Regions from separate parts of the Anser cygnoides genome. Here region 1 is linked to region 2. A link is a contact called in public Hi-C data. All regions are on one chromosome and are shown on one strand. The core of a region is the stretch at or near the end of the contact, and the rest is flanking DNA. Distances in the headings are between cores, read along the strand shown.

Region 1 (2,955 bases), core at 63-2,562, 330 kb before region 2:
ATAGAAAGGCAGGAGACATTTAAAATATGAGTGGTGTTTCCTGCCAGCTGATCTCAAAGAAACGGTAAATGATCCTACATCTAGGCAGAACCATGGGTCACATCCTAGTCCTTTTATTTTCATTAGTACCTTAATCTGGGGGTAAACCCTGAGGAGGTCCTTTGGCTTAGAGCTCTGCAGAGGATGCAATGCAGATGAAACCTCCCTATGGGTTGAAAGAGATCCTGTGAACCAAAAGCCATGGGATTTACGTTAAAAAATGAGAGCTATCCTCAGGCTCATTTATCTCCCCCTTCAGTGAAAGTGCCACAAGGACTGGGTTTCTTTGAAGTCTGAGTTGAGAGAGGAGTGGGGAGGCAGGTACCTGGGGGAAGGCAGCGCTCCAAAGAGCAGTCTCTGCTGAATTAAGAACAAAAAAGCAATGGGGTGAGCTGGTGAGCAACAGCTATTTTTGGACACGAGGCCCAGCAGGTGGTCAAACAGCAGAGAGGTCTCCAGACCTCCCACCTAACTGTGCAGGAAGCTTGTGTAGAAAACCACAGCATCCTGGCGTCCACCTTCCACCTCCTCTTCCAACTTAGCCCCAGGCTCCCGGTAAGCCTTCCTGGCTAAAAAGCACCCAGAATATTACAAAATTAGCCAGAGATTGTGTTTCCAGTCTTCATCTCGATGTGCAGGAGGTCTGAGGGCCCTTTTTGGCAAGGGTAGCTGGAGGTAGTTGGGTGTTTTGGGTCCAGCTGTTGGCTGTGGGCAGGAGACAGCATCTCTGTTTTTGCTACGAGATAACCAGCTCTTGCAGGCTAGCAGGGCTGAGCCCAGAGCAGCAGCCTGCACTGCCGTGGCTTGTTTCCTCTTGCAGATTAAAAGCCCTTTCTATAACCTCAGCAACACCCTCTGCCAGGAGCATTGTTTTGGAGAGCGCCGTAGATGCTGCCCATTAAACAGCAATTAGTCTGCGCTGGATGCACAGCCCGCTCTCTCCCCCAGACGGCTGGTTATTAAGATATTTATGGTTAATATGAATTTCCCCTGCCATAAATCACCGGTCTTTATACCTGCAGGGAAGTCATGGCAATCAGCGACCCCGCTCCGTCGGCCCGGCCAACGAGCGCTGTCTTGTAAAATAAAGATCGTAACAACTTATCGTCGCCGTAAAAACAACAGGAGAGGGAAAAATCCCAGTGCTGGTATCTGATAACGTGCTGTAATCAAGCGCTTGCATATCCTCTTCGAGGAGGCTGGTAAATGGAAAGTTACACAGCTTCATTTGTCACGCCGGGACTTCTGGCCGAGGATCCGGAGCCTGCTGCAATTAGATGGGTGGGAGGACGGAGGAGCAGGGACGTGGAGAGCCGAGCGGCTTGCAGGAGCCAGCCTGGGGAGGACTGCGTGCTCCTCGCCCACGTGGGGAGATAGGGAAAATGCCAGCTTCTGCAGGGAGCTGGGAAACACCCTCTGGGACATGCTGCTGTAGGTGCTGCAAGCTGCAGTTTTTCCCAAACCAAGGCTCTTCTGAGATGAGTGCACAATTTTTATGTAGTTTGTGTACTTCAAAAACTTGCTGTATACATGTATCTCAAAATAAACCCTCCTTACTGTTAGTAGGCATGCATACATCATGTTGGTTTGCTCTTGTGGTTGACATTTGGGTGACTGGGGGTTCAAGACGTGAAAGCATGCTGGGTGTTTTTACCTTTGGGGCTGATCTCATGCTTACCCCATGACTTTGGTGTTATCAGAAATTCATGTTCTTTGCAAATGTTAGCTTATGGCTGTTTTAGTACCAGCCAAACAGCGTGCCTCTGAGAGTTCACCCAATGAGCAAGGGATAGAAAAATCAGCTCTTGAGGTTTCCTGCTGAGTACCCAGCGGTTGTTTCAGATGTTTGGGAGAGCGTGGACATGCAATGTCAGTAGATGGCACTATTTTATACTTTATGAGGACAGTACAGGTAGGGAGCGAGCAGCAAAGCTCAGGAGAGGTTGCAAACACCGGTCTCCTCTTTCTCAATGCAAAAATGCTCCAGCAAACCCAGCGACAAAGAGGTGAGGGGTTTGCTCCATGCAGCTGCCACTCGTTCTTGCACCGAGCCCCTTGCACAGGCTCAGGTTGAAGAATGGTCTCTGGCATTTACAGATCTTGTTATGGGATGATAAGCTCCCATTCCTGCGAGATGAATTTGTGTATTTATTAAACATCTCTGAGCTAATTGTGTTCAGAAAATATCCCTAAACCACTACATATGGTCTCGTGTGCTGGCCCCAGGCAGCAGCGAATGTTAGCATCAAAACTAGTAAGAGGATGTCTTCTCCCAGAAAATTGCTAAAACTGGGATAAAAAAAGGTGAAACATTCCTCTGAGGCTCACAGTTACTGACGGAGCTGCTAAAATTAGCTTTTTGTTATTACAAGCATTTTATTTATTTATTTATTTATTTTATTCAGCTGTGCTGGACTGAAAGATCTTTAATGTAAAATGGCTCTGTGTGTTCCATACCTGGGCATAAAGTCTTCTGCGATTAATACAGACATAAACCGGGCAAACTGGAGGAGGGAAGAAAGGTACAAAATGGGGCAAAATAGGGGCCTTTCTTGTATTGCTTGCAAAGGAGAGACAAAGCCAACCAAGGGACTGACTCTGCCATTTGGTGCTGTTTCTTTAGAGTCGCCCCGGGTTTATTTTGGAGGCTTTAAAGGTCAGAGAGTTCAAAGTTCAAAAATGCTCGTCAGAGTTAACATATATTTTGCCTTTAAGTAAAAAAAAAAAAAAAAAAAAAAAAAGGAATCTGTCCTTCACTGCTAAATCCCTTATATTAGGAATTCCTGTCATCCTCTGAGGGTGACGTTTTTATTCCCTTTAGTAACTGATTTTTTTCCCTTTCCCCAAGGCCTCCCTTGTTTTAACTCTTGCCGTTTATTACTTTCCTTTTGATTTGACATCTTGCGTGCTGCTCCG
Region 2 (2,921 bases), core at 232-2,731:
TGCTCACCAAAGGCCCAATCCCGAACTCCCCGCTGAGATATCAAAGTCGCTGGGAGTTTTCCGTGAGTAGGAAGTGGAGGAATGAGCTTCAAACATTTAGGCCCAGCTCCACATGGGTGGTCTATTATGCCTGGACGGATTCCCACTGGCTCCAGCAGCACTCGGAGGTAGTGAAAAGGCTCTTCCTAAGCGCACCCCATTGCGGAACCAGGGCTCCGAGTTCTTTCTCCAAATGCTGACGAGGGGTTTCGGTGGGAAGGTGAAGCCCCAGGCTCACCACAGCGTTTAGCCCAAGTCCACGGTATCGGTTTGAGCTTGAAAAACAAATTGTTGGAGGGGGAAAGACTCCCGGGCCCAGTGGAGCCGTGGCCTTTGCTTTGCGCTGTGAAAAAAACAGCTCGGCAACCAACAGCAGCCCCAGAAAGAAAATGCACTTGCATCTGCCCAGCGAAACATCTGCAACTATTCAGAGAAGAGCATCCTAATTTGTTCCGCTTTTTGGGCTGGCAAAGCAACAGTCAGCTCCGGCCGTGGACGTGTATCGGCAGCACCCGAGCCAAGCAGATCAGAAACCGAACCCCAAAGCCATGTCCCATTCTTCCCTGAGAGGCTTTAAGACAAAGCCATGGCTCGTCGCTCCCACAGCCCTCCTGTCCCGCTCTGCTTTTCTCGGGGTGCTTGGGGAATGCATCCGTCCCATAAATAATAAATCGGGCAAATAAATCGTTTGCCATCCCATTATATGTGGGTGAGAAGCGTGCTTCGCAGATGCTGGCGGACCTGGAATCGCACGTAAAGGCTGGGTAGTGCTTTATGTATGACTGGATGACTTTAAATGGAAAAATAACTGATTAAATAGTTGATTTGGGAGTTTGTTTTATGAGAAGTGTGCTTTTTTCCAGGTAAAACATACGACTGAAAGGAAGGCTATGGGATCCTGGGGGGCTGTGCTGCGCCCTGTTTCTGTACATAAGCTCTCCCTGATTTCTGCTGTGAACCTTAAGTCAAAACGCGGCCCCTCGGGGGCTGGCAAAGCACGGGGACATGGCCGGGATTTTGGGGCATGACTCGGGGAAAGGCCCATGGGTTGGGCTTGGGGTTTTCCTCACAGCGTGTGGCACTGCAGAACAGGCTATGGCGGGAGAGGGGGCTTCTCTTTGGGGCGTTCATTCCTATTCCTATTCCTATTCCTATTCCTATTCCTATTCCTATTCCTATTCCTATTCCTATTCCTATTCCTATTCCTATTCCTATTCCTATTCCTATTCCTATTCCTATTCCTATTCCTATTCCTATTCCTATTCCTATTCCTATTCCTATTCCTATTCCTATTCCTATTCCTATTCCTATTCCTATTCCTATTCCTATTCCTATTCCTATTCCTATTCCTATTCCTATTCCTATTCCTATTCCTATTCCTATTCCCCCCCCCCCCATTTCCCCTTCGCCCTCGCACCTTTTTGTCCCCTCCGCCCCGCCGTAGCCTCCCGGAGCGGTGGGCGGAGCCAAGCCGGGGCCGGAAGCCCCACCCCTGGGCGGCTCTCGCCGCCATGCAGGGGGGCGCGGGGCCGCGCGCGGGTGAGCGGCGGGGGCGGGGCGCGGGGGCGCGACGTCACGGTGGGGGGCGTGACGTCACGCGGGGCGTTACGTCACGGCCGGGGGGGGCGCGAGGGTGACCGTTGGGGGCGGCGGTTGGGCTGAGGGGATTTAGGGGGGGCTGTAGCTGAGCGCTGCCCCCCGTTCCCTCAGGGACATCTAAGGGCGGCGTCCGGGAGCTGGTGTGGGGCTACCTGGAGAGCAGCGGCCTGGCGGAGAGACCCCGGCCCGTGCACGGCCGCATCCCCAACTTCAAGGTACGGGGGGGAGGGTGAGGAGGTGGGGGTGGTGGAGGTTCTGGGGGTGATGGTGACGGAGGTGGGGGTGGTGGTGGAGGAGGAGGTGGTCCTGGGCGTGGTGGTGGGAGCGATGGAGGTAGTGGTGATGGTAGTGAAGGCAAGGATGGAGGCGGCGGAGGTGGAGCTGGCGGTTGAGGTGGTGGTGGAAGTGGTGGTGGTGGTGGAGGAGGCGATGGAGGTGGTGATCGTGGTGGCGGCGGCGGCAGAGAGCTGAGATCGTCACCCCGTGCACCTCCGGTGCGCTGCGGGTCAGCAAATGCAAAGCTCTGCCGTGCCTGGGGTGTGCCCCTGTGAGGAAAGGCCGGGGGTGTGCAGCTTGCAGAAGGGAAGCATCCGGGGAAACCTCGCTGCAGCCTTTCAATGCTAAAAGGGATAAAGAAAAGGATGGAAGGGGGGCTCTGCTTGGGCAGGTAGTGATAGGATGAGGGGGAATGGTCTTAAACTAAAAGAGAAGAGATTCAGACTAGGCATTAGGAGGAAGTTCTGCGCTGTAAGGGTGGTGAGGCGCTGGCACAGGTTGCCCGGAGGATGTGGCTGCCCCATCCCTGGAGGTGCCCAAGGCCAGGCTGGATGGGGCCTTGGCCAGCCTGATCCAGTGGGTGGTGTCCCCGCCCATGGCAGGGGGTGGGAACTGGATGATCTTTGAGGTCCCTTCCCACCCGAGCCGTTCTGTGATCTCCCACAGATAGGCCGTGGCAGGTGTGTGCTGCATTTTGTTTGTGTTTCACCAGGTTTTCGCACCTCACTCTAAGAACTTAATTTCTTGAGCTCCATATAGGCTTTGCAAAGGGAGACTTGTCCCGAAAGTGGTTCATCCAAAACCAGCCTCTGTGTCCTTTGTTTAAAGGAACCTGTTTGTGTTCATTGTCTAAACAGGGAAATTGCCCTCCGACTTTGAGTCAGGAGTGAATGGAGTCAACTTAGGCAAAGTGAGTGTACCCAGGTCCCCTTTTTTTCTGTGGCCTGCAAGATGTTAGTGGAGCCTTCAGCCACTGTTGGTATGTGTTTCCTTCCCATAGAGAAGGT

The links. Hi-C and Micro-C count contacts between places; a contact is called where the count stands out from the background.
Region 1: a Hi-C map of granulosa cells shows a contact between it and region 2, with 4 times the contacts expected there. The contact joins the enhancer-like site here to the promoter of MTHFSD in region 2. A contact is called at or near these places in 4 of 7 Hi-C or Micro-C datasets (granulosa cells and liver).

The regions. Positions count from the first base shown.
Region 1 is chr12:3,441,243-3,444,197 of Taihu_goose_T2T_genome, reverse strand. No RefSeq gene overlaps it. Among named protein-coding and RNA genes, the nearest start is that of ZDHHC7, 33 kb to the left of the region's middle. Within about 2 kb of position 1,312, at least 1 of the 3 cell types and tissues checked has open chromatin away from gene starts, as enhancers often do.
Region 2 is chr12:3,110,154-3,113,074 of Taihu_goose_T2T_genome, reverse strand. It overlaps MTHFSD (methenyltetrahydrofolate synthetase domain containing), which reads left to right and starts at 1,481. Exons shown (of 10, transcript XM_048075141.2): 1 at 1,481-1,578; 2 at 1,750-1,853. The coding sequence starts at 1,551.